Regions from separate parts of the Rattus norvegicus genome. Here region 2 is linked to region 1. The links are chromatin contacts, called in public Hi-C maps. All regions are on one chromosome and are shown on one strand. Each heading gives the region's core, a stretch centred on a gene start, on an enhancer-like site or on the middle of the called end of the contact. The rest is flanking DNA. Distances are from core to core; before and after follow the strand shown. Region 1 holds the start of Mllt3 (MLLT3, super elongation complex subunit). Region 2 has its middle 20 kb from the start of Ifnb1.

What was found. Hi-C and Micro-C count contacts between places; a contact is called where the count stands out from the background.
Region 2: a contact with region 1 is called in a Hi-C map of the A7r5 cell line, with 12 times the contacts expected there. The contact joins the enhancer-like site here to the promoter of Mllt3 in region 1. A contact is called at or near these places in 6 of 12 Hi-C or Micro-C datasets (the A7r5 cell line, the Rat2 cell line, Schwann cells and 3 more).

Annotation. Positions count from the first base shown.
Region 1 is chr5:107,559,080-107,564,903 of GRCr8, forward strand. Mllt3 (MLLT3, super elongation complex subunit) reads right to left here and starts at 2,273. Exons shown (of 11, transcript NM_053718.4): 1 at 1,952-2,273; 2 at 397-577. The coding sequence starts at 1,963.
Region 2 is chr5:108,084,457-108,090,408 of GRCr8, forward strand. No RefSeq gene overlaps it. Among named protein-coding and RNA genes, the nearest start is that of Ifnb1, 20 kb to the left of the region's middle. Within about 2 kb of position 1,570, at least 14 of the 93 cell types and tissues checked have an H3K27ac peak or open chromatin away from gene starts, as enhancers often do. A contact at or near this core is called in the A7r5 cell line, where this site is marked.

The DNA.
Region 1 (5,824 bases), core at 1,023-3,522:
CTCCGGGAGGTGGTGAAAAGATGCAAACTGTTTATTCCTTCCAGCTTCGCTCTCCAAACCTCCAAACCCAGTAACTAATTACGCCTTCCCCTAAGGACCTGCAGCAACCCAAGAGGCCTGGGAGGAATAAACACGCGACACCTGACGGTCCTTTCTCTGTGGTGACTTTCCCTGAGCCCAAGTCGAACACTCACGCGCGCACGCGCGCGCGCGGGCAGCAGAGACCTGGCCAGCACGGCCCTGGCCAGCACGGCGCCGCGCCCCCGGGTCCCAGGCTAGACCGGCAAGCGCGGCGCGGGGGGGCGGGGACCGGCCCGGGGAGCGCCGGGGCCCCGCGATTGTTTCCTCTGGAGCAAAGACATTTTTTATCAAGTCTCTTTTGTATTCGAGCCCTACCTCTTTTTGGCCTAGGGAAGCTTTCATGCAAGTGGAAGACGACTTTCTCCACAAAGTGCTGAATGTTACTGTGCTCCGGGCCGCGCACGAACACCATCCAGTCGTGGGTGAAGCCCTCCACTGTGGGTTTCTTCCTCACCTGGGCGCGGTGCCCCAGCTCCAGCTTCACCTGCACGGCACACTGCGGGCAGGGGGAGGAGAGACAGCAGTGAACAACAGGAAGGCGACCGTTCGCTGCTCAACATTGCGCCTGACATTTTTTTCCCTCCTCCTTGAAACGCACATAAAAGGAAACGCCAGTGCCCTCTCCATCCACGTTTCACGCGCGTGGGCGCGCACACCCCACACCCCCAGATACACCGGGTCGGGCCGCAGGGGCCCCCGGCGCCTCTGCACAGCGGCTGGGATTGTAACGGAATGTTACCCCTAGTCGCGAAGGGGGTCGGGGAAAGGGGAGAACACGACCACCATGGCAAGCACGACAACAAACGCGTCGGTAACAAATTAGGAGACAATCAGGAGGGGATGCTGGGGCTCTTTCCCGGCGTGGGAGGGGAGGTGGTTGGGATGGGGGACCCGGGGTTCTAGAGAACCCCCTCCCCGAAAGTACCGCGGCGACAGGCACACACCGAGGAAGTCTTTGTGTACGTGTATGTGTGCGTGCGTGTGGAGCGCGGTGCCAGGCGGAATGGAAACTACAGGCAGCCTCTGCTAATGGGCACAAACTCCCGTGTTCTTTCTTACCATGGGGTTCATGCACAAGAATGAGACGTCGTCACACATACACACACTCACTCACGCCCGCACGAAAACACGCCAAGGCATCCACAACTCAAAGCACCCCGCACCCCTCGGCGAACAGCCCCCCACGACCGGCAAGGCCAGTCCAACAAGAGCCAACGCTGCACACTTTCAAGAGCCAAAGTGGTCGCAAACTCCCTCCAGCCTCCCCCCGCCAGCGAAAGCCACGAAATGCAGAAAGGCAGGGCTACTGGCGGACCGCCGCCGAGTCCTGGTCGCGCACACCGGCCGCTGGGGCAAAGTTGCGAGCAGCCCCGCCGCTGTCAGCCCGCACACTCGGGCTCACGCGCGCGCCGCGGAGAACGCACCATCGTGGCGGCCGCGGCGCTCGGCGGCGGAGGTGCGGCCGCAGAGGCTGCTCGCCGCGTCCCCGGACCGTGCCCGCAGCTCCCGGCAGCGGCGGCGGCTGAAATATGGCTGAGTTATTATTCGCCTCCTTCCACCGGGTGTGAGTGTGTGTGTGCGCGTGTGTGAGCCAGAGGGAGTGTGAGTGCGCTTCTTGCGATTGCAAAGAGGCGAGGCGGGCGGGAGGCGCGGGGGGGTGGTGGTGGTGGCGGCGGCGGCGGCGAGTGTGCGAGTGTGTGCGCGCGCGCCGGGGGGGGTGGGGAGGAGGGAGAGGCGGCAGCTCCCCGCGAGCAAAACCAACCTTTCTCTAATTGGAACCGCGGAGCGCTGGCGCTGTCTGGGCTGCGGCGGCGCGGGGCGGAGGAGGAGAGGGAGGGGGGCTTTTATTATTATTTTTGCATGTACTTACCGAGCTAGCCATGCCTGGGGGCCCGGAGGTTTGCCGGGGTGTTGTGTGGTACCCCCCTCCCCCGCCCCCTTCAGCTGTAATTCATGAAGAGGCTGCTATGAATGAGAGCGCGCCCGGGAGCTGAGGGTAGATGGCGGACATGCTCTGCCTTTGCCCCCACCCCACCCCGTGCTCGCTCTCTCGCTCGCTTATTAAACTCAGCCCCAAAAGCAAAAGCAGCAGCAGCAGCAGCAGCAGCAGCTCCGGGGCCAGAGATGAGTCCGGAGCATGCGCCGTGGCGCCTGACACCCGGGCTTCGAGCCTCTCGGGGCGGAGGGAGGGCGCGCGGGCGGGGCGGAGCGCGCGGGGAGGCCGAGCGACCGAGCCAGGGGGAGCTCGAAAGAGCCAATCAGAGGCCGCCTCCCGAAACCCCGGCGGCCCGCAGCGCCACACTGGAACGCCTCGCTTAAAGTAACAGGTTCCTGATGGGGGAGGGGGAGGAAATGAAGGGAGGGGGCCTGGCACTGGGAGAGCGGCCAGCTGGGGAGCCATCCCGGCCCCTGTGCAAACTCCGTTCGCCCTACAATAAAAAACGGATTAAAACTGCTGGAATGTGGCCACTGCCTGGAGCCCCCAGCCGCAGGAGATGGGGTAGTTAATTCAAGTCTTTGGCGGCAGTGAGCACGTTTGGGAAGGGGGAGCAGGCTTGTTTTTACTTTCCACCATGGATTTTTGTGGGTTTGTGCTGAAATCGCAAGAACGCACACCCAAACAAACTTACTTAAACAGAGAGCGAGAGAAATCCACGCAACAAAAAAATTTTTGAAAAAAAAAAAGCCTCCTAATAGCAATCTCTGGGACTGAACAGCCCGCAGCAACCCTTAAATCCCTTTCCCTATCTACTCGGAGGCACCAGCCCACCCCGCCCTCCTGCCGCCGTTACTGAAAACTTAAAAAAGAAATGAACGCGAAACAAGAATGTCATTTCCTTCCTAGGAAACGCCTCCCGCCTCGGTGTTCCCGGACTGTGAACCGTGCCCAGGTGGAGGCGGGACACCTGGGAGTGCCCGGTGCAGAGCCTCTGGGAACCAGTTGTTTGCTTCTTGTGGCTCCCCCACACACACCACTGACAACCTGCTGGGTTGCATCAGGGTCTGCCCTCTCTCTAAGGGCGCACCAGGCTACTGGGAGCCTTAAAATAGATAAAGTTAATACTGACTGTAATGTGCATAAATTGGATTATAATCTTTAGGCATATTGGTGACAGCCAGCACAATCCATCTCTGGGTATTAACCCATTTAGGCTCCCGGGTGACAACCCTTCGCAGAAGTGTTCTAGAGTCGCTCTTCTACAAATGCCCCAGCTCCGATTGTATTTTGTCTCAGTGGCCATGGGTAGAATATCAAGCCATACGTGAGGCGAAAGGGGAAAATAAAAGAGTTACTAGCTTCCTCTAGAAACCCAGACAACCTTTAAAAAGGAAACGGATAAGATCTAGGCGAGATACGAAAATGAAAGATGGGTGTGACTTTGTTTCGTTAAATAAAGTTCTTGTACCTCTCTGGCTCTTAACTCCTTTCTTGAATTGGTTTGGGGAGGTGGCTATTTTCCAGACTTTCTTTTGTTCACCACCCCTTTTCTCTGGATTGTCAGCTTCTGTCCTCCTTTCTCCCTGGGTTTTCTGTCTCTCTTCCTCTTTCTGACTCAACTTTATTGCTCTCCTCTTTTCCTCTCGCCTGGAGACCTTGAAAGCACAACTCACTCACTCCGTCCTTGCATTAAAGACTTGAGAATAACGGGAAGGAGGTTGCCTGGGGTGCCTTCTCCATGACCATGTTCTTTTCTTCCCACTACTCACAAAGTGGATGATGGGGGATTAGATGAGACCAGGTCCAGCCAAGTTCAAAGCAGCAAGTTTCCAACTCATAGTGTGATTCTCCTAAAATTGATACACCCAATCTCCAGAATTCCACACAGAGGTGGGGAGACTTGAACAGAAGTCCAAGGACATATTTCTCAACCACATCTATAAGTGCATGTAATCTTGTACGCTCATGTGTGTTTGTGTAAGCGCTAAGTTAAACAGAGCTGTTGTGTGGGGGATGTAAGCAAGGTATAGCTAAGTACTGTGCATTCATACACCAGTTATCAAATAACCAAATTGCAGAGGACTATTTTGAATGATGAGGTTGAAAACTGAAGATTAGATGAATGTCTTTAGTAATTGAAAGGTGAACATTCAACGTTTGCATTGATTCCAGAGTTGCTCTCTTGGTGTTCTCTCCAGAAACTGGAACTTGTATTGTAAGAGGGAGTCCCTGCCCCACCCCCTCGACCATGTGCTTGCTTGTGAGTGTATGTCTGTGTGCGCGCGTACGCGCACAGGCGCGCGCACTCGCGCGCGTGTGTGATATTTGCAGGATTCTCATTTATCCCAGCAATCACAAATAAATCATAGAATCTGACAGAGTTTTCCCTCAACACCCTTCCTTTCTCAAATGCCTTAACCCTCCTCCCCAATGTAAAGTAATTCCCCGTCTGCAGATGCTGGAGATTTAAAATATGCCAGTAGATGGCGCACAGAGCCCTTCCACCAGCGTCCTTACTTGACCCTCCTTAACAACAAAAAGACTTCTCTACCAGGAAAAAGAAAAAGAAAACACAAGCCGGAATACTCCAGGTTCAACTTTGAACAAAGGAATTTACACCAGTCTTTCCATTTGTAGCTATTTTAATAAGTTCGCCGTTAACAACAATAAAACTGTGATAGCAAATGTATTTCCTGTCAATTGATTCTGAAATAATAACAACGTTAAGTGTAGAAAATGCACTTAAAACAATCGGAGTGGTGGATCACATTTGGGAGGCTGAAGCAGGAGCCTGTAGGTTTCAAAGCTAATCACAGCTACATACCAAGCTTGGACATCATGGAAAAAGTGTACGGCATAAGACAGACGTCAGTGCTAGGTAGCAAAGAATAGGAATATTTAAAATAAAGTGATCAATGATAAAAGCATTTCCTTGTTCAAATAGAAATTAGCCCACGGAAATTCATACTGTGATGTATACAGTACAGTATGAAATTGGGTTACTCTAATGAATGGAAAAGTGATTAACATCAAGTTAAATAAGAACAGTGCTGGAGAATGGAAAGGATCTGTGTGTCTGAGCTTAACTCCTCACAGGACCACCACATCACCACTGGTTTGGCTCCAGCCTTCCCATCTCACCAGTTTGCTAGTTTGGAACTTCAGACCAGTTGGAATGATGCTTCTGCCAGAACAAAAGGGAAACACAGCCTTTCAAGTATAACTAGGGTGTTACAAAGCACCATCAAGTAGATTTTACCCATTCACTATGACAGGTTATTCGTACATACACTCAGCTAACCAAATCAACAAAAAGTAGCCATTTTCCACCCTTTGCTATGTGGGTTTGTCAGGGACGGGGAAGGCCCATGGAAAAACTACCAGACACTAGGACAATAGACATTTTGATAACTGCACATTCAGAACAACCAAAGCTCCCCCTCTAAGGCCTACTGGGTGTTTGCTTGTTTGTTTTATAAAATATCTCCCTATGTCGGTTTACCAAAACTGGAGCATATGTCAAGAACAAGACTGTAAGAATGCTAAGAGTTGGAGTGTAGTTAAGCCAGCAGAATGCTTGCCCCACGCGCCAGAAGCTTTAGGTTCGCCTCTCTGATTCCTATTAACTGGTCATGGTGGACACACTCATAATCCCTACTCAGTGGGAGGTAGAAGCCAGAATTTAGAAATTGAAGGCTACACAGAGAATTTGAAGCTAGGCCAGTATGCATGAGACCTTATCTTTAAAATAATTAGTAAAAACAAGATAAGAATGAATGCTGGTTCCTGCTATCATACAGTCCA
Region 2 (5,952 bases), core at 320-2,819, 520 kb after region 1:
GATGCAGCTGTTCAACACAGGTCACTTGACTGTGGGTTCTGTCCAAGTCTTCTCTTGTGTGAGTTCAAGATGTGTTCCGCCAAACTATCACAACTTGGAATATCACAGAAGAAAGTTATTTTCTCTTCAGTGTGTGATGACCATCAAAGAAGTTTTCACTTTCCTCACTTAAATTAGGAGGTCAGAAGATGCTCATGTGAGAGGTGTCCTGGTCCCCCATCCCATGAAGGAAAGGAATGAGAACAGAAGACCTCAAGAGAAATCTCAACAAGGTGCTTTGCTGATCCCCTTCCTCCCACCTACTTGTTTGCTGCTACTAGGTCACCACGTCCACTTACCCAATCAGAGTAAACTTCTTTTGGTTGTTTGTTTAATTAGTGGAGGCTAGCTTCATGTAGCCCTGGCTACCATGCAACTAAGTCTGGTAACCAAGCTTGCCTCTGCCTCCAGAGTGCTAGAATTAGAGGTGTGCCATCATGCCCAGCTTGGACCTTCATTTTTAAATGAAGTCCCAAGTCGCAGAACTTCTCTCAAACTTTGTTTAATCTTTTATTTTTAGTCTCTTATTTTAGGGTGTTGACCCCAAACTTGTAACTGCTAAGAACCTTTTCCTCCTCCTCCTATATACATGACCAGATGGTCCTCTGTCCTGCACTTCTTTCCCCAGAACATTCCCGTCAGTGGATTAAGGCGCCTGAGATACATAGGACTGCTCACCCTGTATCTTCCACACATGTTGTCAGGACACTTGCTGATTACTTGACCATCTAACTGACCCCGAGTCTCGGTTTGCTTTACCTTTGGCATAGCAGACAGCTCTGGGCACGGTTGCTCCTACATTCACTGTTAGTGATGGGCTTAGGGGCTTGCAAGGGTCAACCTGACTGGATGATTAAATGGCACGGTGTCATTTCTGCAATGTGTTTTCAGAGGGAAATGATGGGTGAGGTAGTGAACTGAATGGGAGAGATCAGAGAAGGCACAATCACTTGGGGGTTTAGGTAAAACAAACATGGCAAAGAGTGGGTGCCTCCCTCTCTTTCTCCCTGCATTTGGACATGTGTCATTTTCTGCCTCTGAACACAGCTGCAGGATCTGTCAGCCCTTTTGACTCCAATGGCCCCCTTGAGTTCTTGTTCTTTGTCTCTGGACAGAATTATATTCCAGTCTTTTTTTGGTTCTGAGGCTTCCAAACTTGGACTGATCTGTGCTCCTGGCAACCCGGGGTCTTCAGCTTGCAGGTGGCTTGTCCTTTGAAACCAGGGAATCACAGCTACCATAGTCCTCTGAGATGAGCTCATAATAAAGTCACTCCCCGCTCTCCTTTTCTCTTTTCCTCCTTCCCTTCCCATAGATGAAGAAACACAGCCTCACCCCCATCTCTGCTAGTATACACGTGCCATTGTCCATTCTCTGTTCTCTTCCTGTCTCAGTTTCTGGCATTCTACAGAGAAACAGCCAAAGAAGCAACACTCTCTGCATCGCTAAACTTAGACTCCAACTTAGCGATTTCCTCACCAAGGGTTGCGTAATTAACTATGAACCACGAGCACAAAAATAACAAAGGGGATGACGCAACAGGCGAAAGGGAAACTAAACACGTTAGTTGTCAAACTGGATTTGAAGAAATGGGCCAGGAGTCCCCTCCAGCCAGGCTGAAAGGAGTTCAGCAATCTTCTCAGAACAGGGGATTTTTATTTTTTTCCTTTTGGCTGCCTAATGCTTTTCTGGTAAAAACTTTTAACTGCCTGAGCACAAAGAGAAATAGGAAAGTTCTGAGTAAGGCGTGGCCTTGTAACCAGACAGCATGTAGTTGAGAGCAATGGTATTAGCTGTAACTCAGAAATTTTGGCAAAAAGCTCAGTGTAGGCATCTGGCAAATGCCTCTCTCTTCTTCTTCTTTGTGAGAAGTGAAGTTAGACTGACAAAGTTCTTGACCAATTCTCTTGAATGGCTTTGCTTCTGCTTATGAACTGAGACTGTTCTAACGGTTATTAACATTTCCAATAGAGGACCTAGGTACAAGGAACATTTATTAGCTGCCAAGTAACATTCTGAGCAAATCAGCTAAACAAAACAATGATCCACCGTTTTATGACACAGCACTACAAAGGCATTTAAAAATGTATAGCTAAGGACACTGGTTACACACTGACCTTCTTGCTCCATGTTAAAATGTTAAATGTAACCCACTAATTTAGGCGTCTAACAGGGACACTCAATACCTAGTGGGCTTCCCATCTTCCACTCCCAACCAAAGGATGAACTTTTTCTTTTGTTTCATTCCAACCATTATGTTTTACCCATAAAACACCCATTGGTCAACTCATTGTTTTAGCTCTTGCTTGCCTACCCCAACCCTTTTGTCAGCTTATTCTCTTCACCATCTCTCACAACTTCCATCAGTTCTAACATGAGGGTACTTCTGGGAGGGGGTTGTCTCTCCATTTCACTCTCTGTTTTGGACCTATGCTTCTTTGCAAATATAATGAGTCTGCAAGAAGCCATTGTTCTGTGATTTGAGTCTGAGCTCCTAGTCATTAGCACAGCAGTCCACCAGAAGTGGAGAAGGATTTCTGTTTCTCCATTTTCATGGATATGTGTTATCTCCTTATCTGGTTTTAGGTTTTTTGTAAAGTGGGTTTGATTTGGATGAGTATCTCCCCAGTGATGCTAATCACATCCGATTTAAACTTTCTTGCCTCTGTCTTAGATGTCATTAGTCAAGTGCCATTCCTTCTCCCCCTCCCCTTTCAGATTAAGCCTCTCCCTGACCTAGAACATCCCAAGTGAGCCCCAGGGATCTGTTGGTCATCTCCATCTTCCAGAGCAGGGAGCACACAGACATACAGGTGCTCACACCAGGCTTTATAAAATGTGGATTCTGGAAATGAGACAACTCAGGTTTTCATGCTTGTGAGACATTCATGTACAGACTGAGCTATGTCCCAAGCCCGCCATGTATCTGTCTTTAAAATTGGATTTTCTCCATCTTATTGAGTTCTATTAGTTCCTTCTGTAGCATTCTGGAACCCCTTGTGAGATACATATGATCTACATAAATTTCTATGACTTGACCTTTCATTTTCCTTTTTAAAAATTATTTTTATTATTTTACAGTCCAGTCATTATTCCCATTCCTAGTCTTCCCTCCCACAGTTCCTCACCTCATTCCTCCTTCCCCTTGTCTCCAAGAGGATGCACTCCCTACCCCTACCACCAGGCCTCCCCACTCCCTGGGGACTCAAGTCTTTTGAAGGTTAAGCACATTTTCTCTCACTGAGGCCAGACCAGGCAGTCCTCTGCTGCATAAGTGATGGGGGATCAGGTCATCGGCTAATGCATGCTCCCTGATTGGTGGCTCAATGTCTGAGAGTGAGAGAGATCTTACCGGTCTGGGCTAGTTGAGACTGCTAGTCTTCCTATGGGGTTGCCCTCCTCCTCAGCTTCTTCCAGCCTTTCCCCAATTCAACCACAAGGGTCCTGACTTCAGTCCAATGGTTGGGTGTAAGTATCTGCATCTGTCTCAGTCACCTGCTTGTTGGGCCTCTCAGAGGACATCCGTGCTAGGCTCCTGTCTGTAAGCACAGCATAGCATCAGTAATAGTGTCAGGCCTTGGAGCCTCTCCTTGAGATGGATCCCAAGCTGTGCTAGTCATTGGGTTGCCTTTCCCTCAGTCTCTTCTCCACTTTTGTCCTGTGCAGTTTTTTCAGACAGGAACAGTTCTGGGACAGAGTTTTGATTATGGAATGGCAGCCCTATCTCCCCACTTGATGCCATATTTTTCTACTGGATGTGGACTCTACAAGTTCCTGCTCCCACTGTAGGGCATTTCATCTAAAGTCTTTCCCTTTGAGTCCTCAGAGTTTCTCACCTACCAGGTCTCTGGTACATTGTAGAGCGCCACCCCCCACCTCCCACCACCAAGGTTGCATATTTCCATTCTTTCTGCTGGCCCTTGGGCCTTCTTTCCTGTCTCCCCCCTCTCAATAACTGATCATGGTCCCTGTTTCCCTTCCAGCTCCCCCTTCCCTCTCCCACACAGGTTCCTCCCTCATTCTGCCTCCTGTGATTGTTTTCTCTGCCTCCCACCCCAAGTGGGACTGATGCACCCTCACTCTGGCCCTTCTGCCTGTTAACCTTGAGTTCTGTGGATTGTATCCTAGATATTCTGTACTTTCTTGGCTAATATCCACTTATTAGTGAGTACATACCATGCATGTGCTTTTGGGCCTGAGTTACCTCACTCAGAATATTTTCTGGTTTCATCCATTTGCCTGCAAAACTCAAGACGTCCTCATTTAAAACAGCTGAATAGTATTCCATTGTGCAAATGAACCACATTTTCTGTATCCATTCTTCCATTATGGGTCATTTGGGTTCTTTCCAGCTTCTGGTTATCACAGTGGAGCATGTACCCCCTGTGGTGTAGTAGGGCATCTTTTGGGTATATGCCCACGGGTGGTATAACTGGGTCTTCAGGTAGATCTATTTCCAATTTTCTAAGGTACCTCCAGACTGATTTCCAGAGTGGTTGTACCAGTTTGCAGTCGTACCAGGAATGGAGGAGTGTTCCTCTTTCTTCACATTCCAGCCAACGTGTGTTGTCACCTGAGGTTTTGATCTTAACCATTCTGATTGGTATAAGGTGAAATCTCAGGATTGTTTTGATTTGCATTTCTCTGATCACTAAGGACTTTAAACATTTCTTTAAGTGCTTCTCAGCCAATCAAGATTGCTCTGTTGTGAATTCTCTGTCAGCTCTATACCCTATTTTTTGATTGTTTTTTTTTTTTTTTGGTTTGTTGGAGATTAGCTTTTTGAGTTCTTAATATATTTTGGATATTAGTCCTCTATCAGCTGTGGGGTTTGTTAAGATTTTTTTCCCCAATCTGTAGGTTGCCAATTTGTCCTATTAACTGTGTCCTTTGCCTTACAGAAGCATTCCAGTTTCATGAGGCCCCATTTATCAATTCTTGATCTTAGAGCATGAGCCATTGGTATTCTGTTTAGGAACTTTTCCCCTGTGCCAGTGAGGTCCCATTTTCTCTTCTATTAGATTGAGTGTATCTGGTTTTATATTGAGGTCCTTGATCTGCTTGAACTTGAGCTTTGTGCATGGTGACAAATATGGGTCTCTTTTAATTTTTCTACATACAGACAGCCAGTTAGACCACTACCATTTATTGAAGATAAATACATTTTTTCCATTGTATATTTTTGGCTTCTTTGTCAAAGGTCAAGTGTCTGTAAGTGTGTGGTTTTATTTCTGTGTCTTCAATTCTATTCCATTGATCAACCTGTCTGTTTCTCTACCAAAACCATGCAGTTTTATTTTTTTTTAATCACCATTGCTCTGTAGTACAGCTTGGATAAGATCAAGCATCACAAATGTTTATCAGAGAACCTGAAAACAACATTAAAGTCCTATGGAACACAGAGGATCAAATAGAGAAAACAATGGTAAGCCGGGATGGGTGGGGGTGAAGGGGAGGATGGCAATGCTGCTGCTATACCGGTTTCAAGTTCTCCTGCAGAAGCTAACAAACCCTGTTTGGAGATGGCACAAGAGCAGACACGGACACAGTAGACTAGGAATAAGCCCGCACAACCATAATCGCCAGGGTAAAGGTTTTCTTTGGTTTGTTTGTTGTAGTATTTATTTTGTGTGTGTGAATGTTTTGCCTGTGTTTACGTATGTGCAACACATGTGTGTCTGGCGCTCACAGAGACCAGGTGAAGGTATTGTTTGCCCTAAAACGGTATTTCCAGAGGGTTGTGAGCTTCCGTGCGTGTTCTGGGAGCCATCTTATTTTGTGATAGAGTCTCTTCTTGAACCTTGAGCTACCGGCTGACCGGCAATTCCTGGGGAATTTCCTGCTTTGCTGCCCAGCGCTTGGATTTTGGCATGCACCCCTGTACCCCATCTGTAATGTGAGTGCTGGGGGTAC